Regions from separate parts of the Sus scrofa genome. Here region 2 is linked to region 1. Evidence: chromatin contacts called from public Hi-C data. All regions are on one chromosome and are shown on one strand. Each heading gives the region's core, a stretch centred on a gene start, on an enhancer-like site or on the middle of the called end of the contact. The rest is flanking DNA. Distances are from core to core; before and after follow the strand shown. Region 1 has its middle 37 kb from the start of BTG2. Region 2 holds the start of PRELP (prolargin).

Region 1 (4,810 bases), core at 1,310-3,809:
GCTCTGATTAGGGAGTAGAAAATTATTGGGAACCACAAGTAACTTCTAGCAGAAGCCTCATGACCTCTCTTGGCATGGGGATATTGCTATCTTACCATAAGCGTATTGCTGTATTAACTGAAACCTCACATGCAAGTCATCTAGCACAGAGCCTGGAACATACTAGGCACAACCCCCCTTCTTCCTCCTCCCCATTTCCAGGATTCTGGAGTGCATACTTTTTTCCTCTCAAATGTGTCCATAGCTCCTGCAGCCAATGTCTGAGCATTGTCCCAAGCTGAACTCTCAGAGTCAGCCTGCAACTTGCCAGGGCCTTGAGCTGGGCCTCCAAGTATTAGAGTAAGCCACAGGGACCTGCCTTATCCTCATGCCCACCCACTCTGGAGTCTGTGAAAAGAGACTCTCCCTGCTTCTCTTTTTGATACTGCTAGTAATTTTGCACAAGAAAACACCTGCCCCAGCCCTCCCTGGAGCCCCAGGTCTGCTTCTTGCCTTGATACTGGTGGTCGAAGCCCAGGAGAGCTGGGACTTAATTCAAAGACCTCAAATGTGCAAAAACCTGTGGAAAAGCTGAGAGAGCTCCACTGAAGAGGGTTTGCTGGGCAGGAACCAACTCCTCACACACATCAGTTTCAGACTCTTCTAGCAAAAGACTCTGTAAGGCAGAGAGAGTGACCTTTAACCAGATAACCCCAGACTCCCAAGTTTAGAGTATAACCCAAAGCAATAACCATGAATAAAAACTGAATAAAAACTCCTTTCAGTCTTCTCTTTCTTTTTTAAAATTTGTTGAAATTTTACATTTTATTACTTTACTTCAAAACATATTTCCCTAAATACTCCTAGTAAAATTAACACTTCAGCAAGATATACCATGTTTATCCTTCACCTTCACTTGTCCTTGGCCCAGCATGCATGTCCCCGGGAATCACTGCACCACCCCCTTTCATTCCCGCACAACCCCATGCAATATGAACTCTTATACAGATGGACACATTTGGAAACCGAGGTTGAGAGAGTATGCAGATCGTCTGAGAGTAACTGGTTGACCTGGGATTCAGATCCTGGTCCATCTGGTTCTAAATCCTTGCCCTGTAATCATCATGTAAGTAAATAGGGCTTACCCACCACCTAGTGATGGAATCTGTTGCCTAGGCGCTTGGGCACACAGGGGAATTGGCAAGGAGGGGGCACCATGAAGGAAGCCCCTTTGTAGGTGAGGAGATGAGTTTGGGGGATGCAGGCCATTGACTCCAGGAGTGACCTCCACTAGCAAGATGCCTGGAAGCTGGAGAGCTGCTTCAACTAATAGCATGGGACTGGCTTGGAACTCATTCTTGGGTCACCCTAACCTCAAGGGCAGAGAGCCAGGACCAGAGAGGAGTGGGGAGAACCCCTTGTCTCTGGTCAAGAATCCTGAAAGGGGAAAGATGCTTTGTGACCACAGTCAGTCATGAGGACTGATCCCAGCCTGGAGTCCAGGGGTACTCAAAATAACAGAGGCCAAGGTGGCCCCAACCCAAGAAAAGCAGGACATGGACCCTGCCTCAAAAAGTGGGGCCCCTAGGAGTTAGTTCCCTTCATGGCCCAGCTGTTAATGAATCTGACTAGGATCCATGAGGAAGCAGATTCAATACCTGGCCTCGCTCAGTGGGTTAAGGATCTGGTGTTGCTATGAGCTATGGTGTAGGTCGCAGATGCAGCTTGGATCCCATGTTGCTGTGGCTGGTGGCGTAAGCCAGTGACTATAGCTCTCATTTGACCCCTAGCCTGGGAACCTCCATGGGCCGAGAGTGTGGCCCTTAAAGGAAAAAGCAAAAACGAAAAAAGGAGTGGCCCCTACCAGAAGGACACAAAAGTGTCTCTTAGAATCCTGGCAATGCTGAGTATGGAGGAGAGTGACACAGGGGACTCCCTATGAGGAGGCAATGACCTAGGCTTGGCACCCACTCCCTGCCAAAAAATGCTCGGCTGTAGCATCAGAAGTGCCCCAGCCACCATTGTGTAAATTCAGCGCCGCTCCACGTTTGGGGCGGGATGTGACTTCTTGGTAGACCCACCTGTCCTGTCTCCCTCATAAGTAAAAGTTCCCAGTGAGGGTGTTGCAGGTCCCTTCTCCTGGGCCCCTGGTTCCTACACCAGGACCCCCAACCGACTAGGCACTTATTCCACAGGATGGGTACTGCCTGGGTCACCCAAAGCAACCTGAGGACTGTTCCTACCACAGAGTCTGAGGGGCCTCCCTGTCTGCCTCCTCACTGATCTACAGTGGAGGAGGCCAACCCCAGGGCTGGCCCCAAATTGCTGTGTGATCCTGGGAGGGTCACTTAATCTCTCTGAGCCTCATTTTTCCTTCCACGCTATAGGGAGGTGAATCCTGACTTTGGGAGAATGAACTCCCAAATTCTAATTCCAAATTCCAAATTATTCTAATTCCCTGGAAGACAAGGAGAAGGGGGAAGACGTGAATTGTTCTTATTGGTCTCTGTACAGGTGATAGGATCCAGAGGTGATATTTGCTGTCACCAAACCTGATGTGGGTGCCTAGGCTGATCAGCAGGGGGAGCCAGGCCTCTGTTTTGGTCCTTGAGCTGCCCTGGCTGGAAGTGGCCTGGCCAGGGGTTGAGAAAAGTTGGCTCTCAGCAGGTGTTGCTCCAGAGAAGGTAAGTCCTAGGCAGCCCAGAAAAAAACATCTGGTCCCCAGAAGTCTCTATGGTTGATTGTTGTTTGTTTCTCACCATCTGACTTCCCCCGGGCATGTATGTTTGGAAGTACTTGAGCGCAGGGAAGCCTGTGAGTGGCAGTCTGGGGGACTGCCTGGGTGCCTCCAGGCTTTGTTCTGAGTGGTGGGAGGGGGCTTCTCCGATCATCTCAGGTCCTGGGCCACAAGCAGTGGCCAGGCCAGACATTTTCTATGCTTGGAGAAGATGCTGCTGGTGCTGCAGACGAGTCCAGAACCACTCACCTCCTTGCTCTGCCCAGAAAGGAGTCATTCTTGCAGATCCTGCAAGAGGTAGGATCCACTTGGGCCGCCTCAGGAGACAGTCCCTGGACGTGGCCCAGCCCCTGACCTCTGAAGCAACCCCCCACCCGCTGCTCTTTCCTGCTCTCCAGGTCAGCATGGGCCAGGATGGAGGAAGCCTCCCTTGCTTCTCTGGCCAAAGGAAAGGAGCCAAGGGGTTGCAAAACAGCCCTTAGGTTCTTGGACAAGAAGGCAAAACAAAACAAAACGAAACGCAAAACAAAAAGCTCAGCTAGATCACTGTCTCACCCAGAGGCAAGTGATTGCTCAATTCAGGGCAGCCAGCCTGGCCTCTGTCACCTGCTGAGCCTCAGGAATGAACCTGCAAGTGGGCATTTGATGGGGACAGGGCCTCTCTGGCCTGAGAGGGAGATGCCATTCTCCCCTCTGGAAACCACAGGCAAGAACAGCTTGCAGAATGATATTCCACCAAGGAATCAGGCTGTGTCCAGAAGGGCCTGTGGCCACACAGTGCAGAGAAGGTGAATTCAAACCGCAAAGTAGACAAATTGCTAAGTCCCTTCCCACTGCCCCTTCAGCAGCTCTCTTCCGGCTTCCTGACTGCCCAGGGTAGCCCCTTTTAAACACTTACAAAAGGATCACCATGAACCCCTCCTTCCAAAGTTAAGGGTACAAATAAGGAGCTTACAGAGGAGCATGAATGCTGGACCATCTCCACAGAGTGACAAGCCCTGAAGATCCTCCTACTGGGGAGAGGGGACAGAACCTGCCTCCCAGAGCCTGAAGGAAAAGACACTCACTCGGAGTCATAAAAAGGCAGAAGAATTTTCTAGGTAGATGACAGGAGCAAGGCCCCACCGCACCTCTGAAGGGGCCACTGGCCAGGCAGGCACACACAGTTGCCAATGATGCAGCAGAGAAGATCACAAAGCACTTTAGTTCACCAAGTTATTTCACCTACCTTTATTCTGTGAGGTAAATCGGAAGATGAAGTTCAGAGAAGTTAAGGAACTTATCTCAGGACACACAGCAAGTAGCTCTGATTCCATGTTCCAAGTCTTAACTTGTTCTTTGGGTAGTCTGTGCCCCACCACCACCCCAATTCCCAGAGGCGAAACCTTGGAGAAAACAACAGGGCCTGTCTTAGCTTGACAGGTCTACAACTTGATTTCGTTTTTAGGTCATTCAGAGTTGCTTAATATCTGGAGGCCCAGCTCATGCCAACCACACAGGAGGTGGATGGGCAAACAGAAAACTACCGTGTTTGTTTACAGGGAGAGTGGGTTTGTCATTAAGGCTGGTGTCAGGAATTTGCTGGAGCCACCAATTCCCTCCTGGTGATGTCCGCAAATGCAGAGCAAGGGTGCAAAGGGAGCCAGCCATCCTGAAGGACTTCTCAATCCATCAGACCAGGTGACAGAGACGCTTGACATCCTGGGAAGAATCAGGAAAGGTGACTCTGGAGCACCCTGGGTGCAGATCTCAGCTCTACCCGTCTCTGACAGTGTGACCTTGGCAGGTTACTTAAGCTTCAGCTCGTTCATCTTCAAGATGGAGATAATCAGAGAACAACCCAGAACTGCTGGGAGGAGCAAAAGAGATGATAACGTATATGACGATACAAATTAAATGCTATTTATACATTGTCATTCGGGGTGGTTGGGCGACTTCCCTATCCCTGCAGAAGGAGTCTGTACAAGAGTTAGTTGCTCTCTAGAAGCAGATCATCCTCACCCCGTCAGCCCTGGATCCACTCAAATTCTCGCTCTCCCTGATCCTTTCTTTTACACAGTGTCTCTCCAGACAGTCAGGAGCCTGAATAATGCG
Region 2 (4,810 bases), core at 902-3,401, 190 kb after region 1:
GGAGTTAGTAACACTATTCTGTATAAATGTGTGTATATTTAAATTTTTCCATAGTAAAAAGTTTATTAGTAGGCTATCTAAAAACACTATGTCCTCAAGTCATAGTAGTAGATCACCAATTAGTCAACTCTACTCTAGACATTTCTGAATATCCACCTGGTCGTCTCCACTCCTCCTTTCAATTCTCTCTGCATAGCCTCGGCCAGGGGGAAACTCTGGAGAGATGGAAGGACGCATCAGCTTAGAGTTGGTCATCATCGATGCCCAGGAACATAGACTCTGGGGATTCAGACAAACCCCACAGAAATGCATACAAATCATACTTCTGCACCCTGTCCAACCCCACCCACCCCCACCTTTGCTCATCCTCCCAGAACCTCATGGTATCTTGCTCACCTTTTATTTTTTTCTTTTTCTTTTTTTGCTTTTAAGGGCTGCAGGTGCAGTATATGGAAGTTCCCAGGCTAGAGGTCTAGTAGGAACTGCAGCTGCCAGCCTATAGCATACCACAGCCACTGCAACGCAAGATCCAAGCCACATCTGTGACCTACACCACAGCTCATGCAACACTGGATCCTTAACCAACTGAGCAGGGCCAGGGATGGAATTCAAGTCCTCATGGACACTAGTTGGGTTTGTTAGTGCTGAACCACAATGGGAACTCCTTGCTCACCTTACTTGAATGCTACTGACCACCTACCACACCAAGGGAAACAAGCAAAGCTAGGGTCTGATGTCCTCAGTCTGCAGAAGGGGACATGTACACTTTGGATGAAAAACTAAATGCATGAGTGAGTGTCCCAGCACACCCAGGGTCAATGACTATGGACAGCAGCTACACACTGTCCTCCAGCAAGACCTCACCAGCCGGTGTGGAAGGCACAAGATTTTGGGTGGAAGGGGGATGGGAAAAGAAGGTGCAGGTTTTATTTTTTCTTCCTTGTTTTTCAGTCTGATACCATTCATCATAATCCCCCTCCCAAAGCCTAACATCTTCCCAGGTTGTAAAATGCTTTCATATTTATATCATTTAATCTTCCCAACACTGTGAGGAAGGTATTATCCCCATTTTTTAGATGAGGAAATTGAGGCTCCACACGATCAAGTGACTCACTCGCCCAAGATCAACATAATTCATAAGAGGCAGAGCCCAGGACGGCTGATCCTAATTTTATTGTTCTTCCCTTTATTGCCAGATTGGGGAAGGGAGAAGGGAGTTCCCATCACTGGGCTCAGCAGCTCTCCAAGGACTGATGATAGAAAAAGTAAATCCCATTGAGTTTTTTAAGTAGTCAACTGAGGTCGCAGGAAGTTTTGATGGGCAGCTACTTAACACAGCTATAAGTGTGTTGTAGTTTTTGGTTGAGAGAACTGATAGAGGTAATGGTCTTACTTGAATGGGATGACATGGACAGGGGACCCTGGGATTCCCCCATATACTTTGTGTGATGACTATATGGCCCCCAAATCTCTCCTGAGTACAATATACATGGAGAAGCTGGCACTGTCCACATGGACAGTGACTTTAAGTCTTACAGCAAATTTTTACTCTCTTGCCTTTGCAGTATAATCCCAGGTCAGACTTTCCCTCTCTGGTTCTCAGAGCATCCCAAACCAAGGCTCAGTCCTGGGCTAGCTTGCACAGCAAGACTCCATTCCCTTAGCAACCTCTCAGAGAAGGCAACCTGGGGAAGAATTGTGTCTGCTTAAAGGAAACATCCCACACCCCTCACATCTGGGAATTGAACACGGGCAGTGAAGGGCATCAGAAGCAAGACAGTTGTTAGGAGGAGGAATGAAACAGTCTGGTGCTGGACCCAGCCATCCAGTCCTGGCCTGCACAGAAGTTGCTTTTCATTCCTTTTCCTCTGTTAATTTGGCTTGCTTTCCAAACATGGGTCAAACAATCTCCCTCCCAGAAGCAGCAGCAGAAGGAAATGTTATTAAAAACGAGTCCGTTAGTGGGCATGGTGTGTGGATGAAGTCTTTGGGAGTTTTGGCTGCTAAATAAAGACTTTATTGTTGTCATTCCTCCTTTCCCAAGCTCCCTCCCTCTCTTCTCTCCTCCCTCCCTCCTCCCCCCTCCCTCCGTCCTCCTCTCCCTCCTTACGATCTGGATCTGCCTGTCCCTCCCCCTAACCTAACCTCCCCACCCCAATAGGATCCAGTGGAAGAAAAGTCAGGCAAACTCGAGCACGAACACACCACAAGGAGATCAGAACTTCCAGCTGGCTCTCTGCTGCCACAGCTCCACCAAAGGGTGGGGGGAATCAGAGGGAGCCTTGCCGGACACTAAACCCAGAGCTGAGAGGAGAGGCAGGTGGTACAGGTAAGCCCAGTGGGAGATGGGGAGGAAGACTCCTGCCTCCAGCCAGTCTCCTGCTCCGTCCAACCTTGTTACTGATCTAGTCTCTATCTTTTCCTTCCTTCCTTCCACCCACCAAACGTCTCCCCTTTCAAAGGAACTCAAATTAATTCTTCCTCATTTGTTATTTCTTGTTATTGATCTAGTCTCTATCTTTTCCTTCCACCCACCAAACATCTCTCCTTTCAAAGGAACTCAAATTAATTCTTCCTCATTTCTTCTCCACCCTCTTTCTTCTCTTCATCATTCTCTATCCATGTCTTTGTTTTGCTGCAAAGTTAAACTTTCTTGGTACGGGTGTTGGTTGTAGGGCAGACAAACACCACACACAGCATTTCTACAAATCAGGTTCCCAGAGAAACCCTACTCTAGAACCCATTTCTCTGAACCTTTCACGTTTTGTCACACACCATCACAGGCATACACACGTGTCACACAGAGGCTACGCTTCCACTCCACATGCACACACACAAACTACACACACAGTACAAAGGCATCCTGTCCATTCACCTCCACTCTGGCTGCACAGGAGGTGCAGCGCTAGACCACATAGTGACCAGACACCAGGAGGGACACGCACACGCACACACAAACACACACACACACTGCCTCTTGTCTCTCACCCTCTCACACACCTCCCCAACTGTACAAGGAAAGGGAAAGTGCATTTTCCCACTGTGATGGTGGAGCCAAAAGAAATCATGTGTCCTGCGTCCAGCCTGAGCAGGAAGGGGATGAACGAGTGCAAAAGCTGGAAGGATGTCTTTGCTCTTTAGAACTTAATTAGGCAGGGGAGGGAAAAATAGCTTTCCCATCTGCACAGTGTCCTCCCTGTACCTCTGACTTTCTCAGTCTCACTGGTCCAAGCCACTTGTCTTTTGGAAAGAAAGAGAAGAAAGCAACCCCGCTCCCAAGCTTTGGAGGTCATAATTCTCAGCTCTGGGGGCAAAGCATTTCATTTTTATTGCAGGCATATTTCTTTTTAAAGCCACTTCAAAATCATCCCAGGTTGGCAAGAGGTCCCTGTGGGAGAGAAAAAGGGACAGTAGTTCCTTAATCAGTCAGGGAGGGGAAAAACTAAAGTGGGTAACTGAATGGAGCTTGTTTCCAAAGAGGGTGGACCTTTTCTACCCACCACCTCACTCCAGGAGAAAGAGCTGTCCCATGGCAGGCAGGGCATGGGCCAGATTAAGTTTTCTCAATACAGTTGATCTGGGGGCAGGGGTGGAGGAGAGGGGTGCGTACTAAAAACATAGACCCCTTGCTCCAGAACCACTGCATCGAGACCCAGGAATCTGTTGTTGTTTTAGGACTTGAGAGCATCTGAACCAGGGGCCCGAGGGAGTCCCATGTGGGACGGAAGAGCCCAGGACTTCTGGCAGTCTTATCTGGGCAGAAGGCCTATGTGGCATCCTGGACAAGGACTGTCTGATGGAGGAGCTCCAGAGTGCTCCAAACGGGCCACCCTCTTTTGCGGAGTAGAAGCAAGCACCTGAGGGAAAAGGGAAGCTCTCTTGTGAACATCCCACCTCCCTTCTCCAGGCAAGCATTGGCAGCCAGATAAAGGGAGAACATTCCAGAAAGAAAATTCCCTCAAAGTAGTTCCAAAGAGCTTATGTTTCCCCTTGCCTACTAATCTGCCTGCCCTGGGCCCCCATCCCTTCTGGATCCCCCCAAACAGCTGTCTGTTCTGGTGGCTCACACAGGGTAGAGGGGCAGCCCCATTTATGGGGCCCATGTGGGAGGCTGGAAGGGCCAAAAAGCCAGGTGCAAAGGGTTGGGAGGGGAAGTCATGAACCGCAGTGGGACACCATGGCCACCTGAGGAAATGAGACTGTACCATCCCTGGCCAACATCCTCTCACCTGCTGCAGGAAGGTCTAGTGTGGGGCTGGTGAGTTGGAGGAACAGAGTGAATGTTCCCCATTCCCCAAATGGCTGGGGACATCTATCTCTCTAATTCGTTGGTTCTGAGACCCAGGTGTCATATCACAGGCCCCGAAGGGGAAGAAGTTGCTCTGTGTGGAAGAGTTGGGGAAAATCCACGAGCTGTACCCACCTGCAAGGATCCTTGCCTTCCAGAGGGCTGCCCTCTGGCCAAGCTGAAAGGAAAGAGACTCTGTGATTTTTAAAATAATGTGAACTATAGCTTCTCATTCACTGAGCACTCATTTTTCACACATTTATGCATTTACTTCAAAATAAAATGGGTGTTAGGATGCCCATTTTACAGATGAGGAAGCTGAAGCTTGGTAGAAGTAAGAGATTTCCCAAGAGCACCCACCTAACAGCTAAAGAGTTGCAGGGTTGAGACCCAGGTCTACAAGCGCCCAAAGCACCAGAAGATTCTTACAAGCTTTCTTCAGAGGGTGGAGATGCTAGGGGATGGAAACAGAGAAAAGGATATGGTGAGGTGACAGCCTGTCGGCAAGCAAGAGACATCTCA

Evidence for each region. Hi-C and Micro-C count contacts between places; a contact is called where the count stands out from the background.
Region 2: a Hi-C map of subcutaneous adipose tissue shows a contact between it and region 1, with 2.5 times the contacts expected there. The contact joins the promoter of PRELP here to the enhancer-like site in region 1. A contact is called at or near these places in 1 of 5 promoter capture datasets (liver), 19 of 47 Hi-C or Micro-C datasets (adipose tissue, alveolar macrophages, blood and 10 more) and 2 of 2 datasets of contacts at active chromatin or transcription factors (alveolar macrophages and skeletal muscle).

Annotation. Positions count from the first base shown.
Region 1 is chr9:63,994,787-63,999,596 of Sscrofa11.1, forward strand. No RefSeq gene overlaps it. Among named protein-coding and RNA genes, the nearest start is that of BTG2, 37 kb to the right of the region's middle. Within about 2 kb of position 2,560, at least 36 of the 83 cell types and tissues checked have an H3K27ac peak or open chromatin away from gene starts, as enhancers often do. A contact at or near this core is called in adipose tissue, alveolar macrophages, fetal liver and 6 more, where this site is marked.
Region 2 is chr9:64,188,831-64,193,640 of Sscrofa11.1, forward strand. It overlaps PRELP (prolargin), which reads left to right and starts at 2,152. Exons shown (of 3, transcript XM_003130106.4): 1 at 2,152-2,329. LOC106507842 (a long non-coding RNA gene) reads right to left here. Exons shown (of 3, transcript XR_001304135.2): 2 at 4,424-4,466; 3 at 2,339-3,388.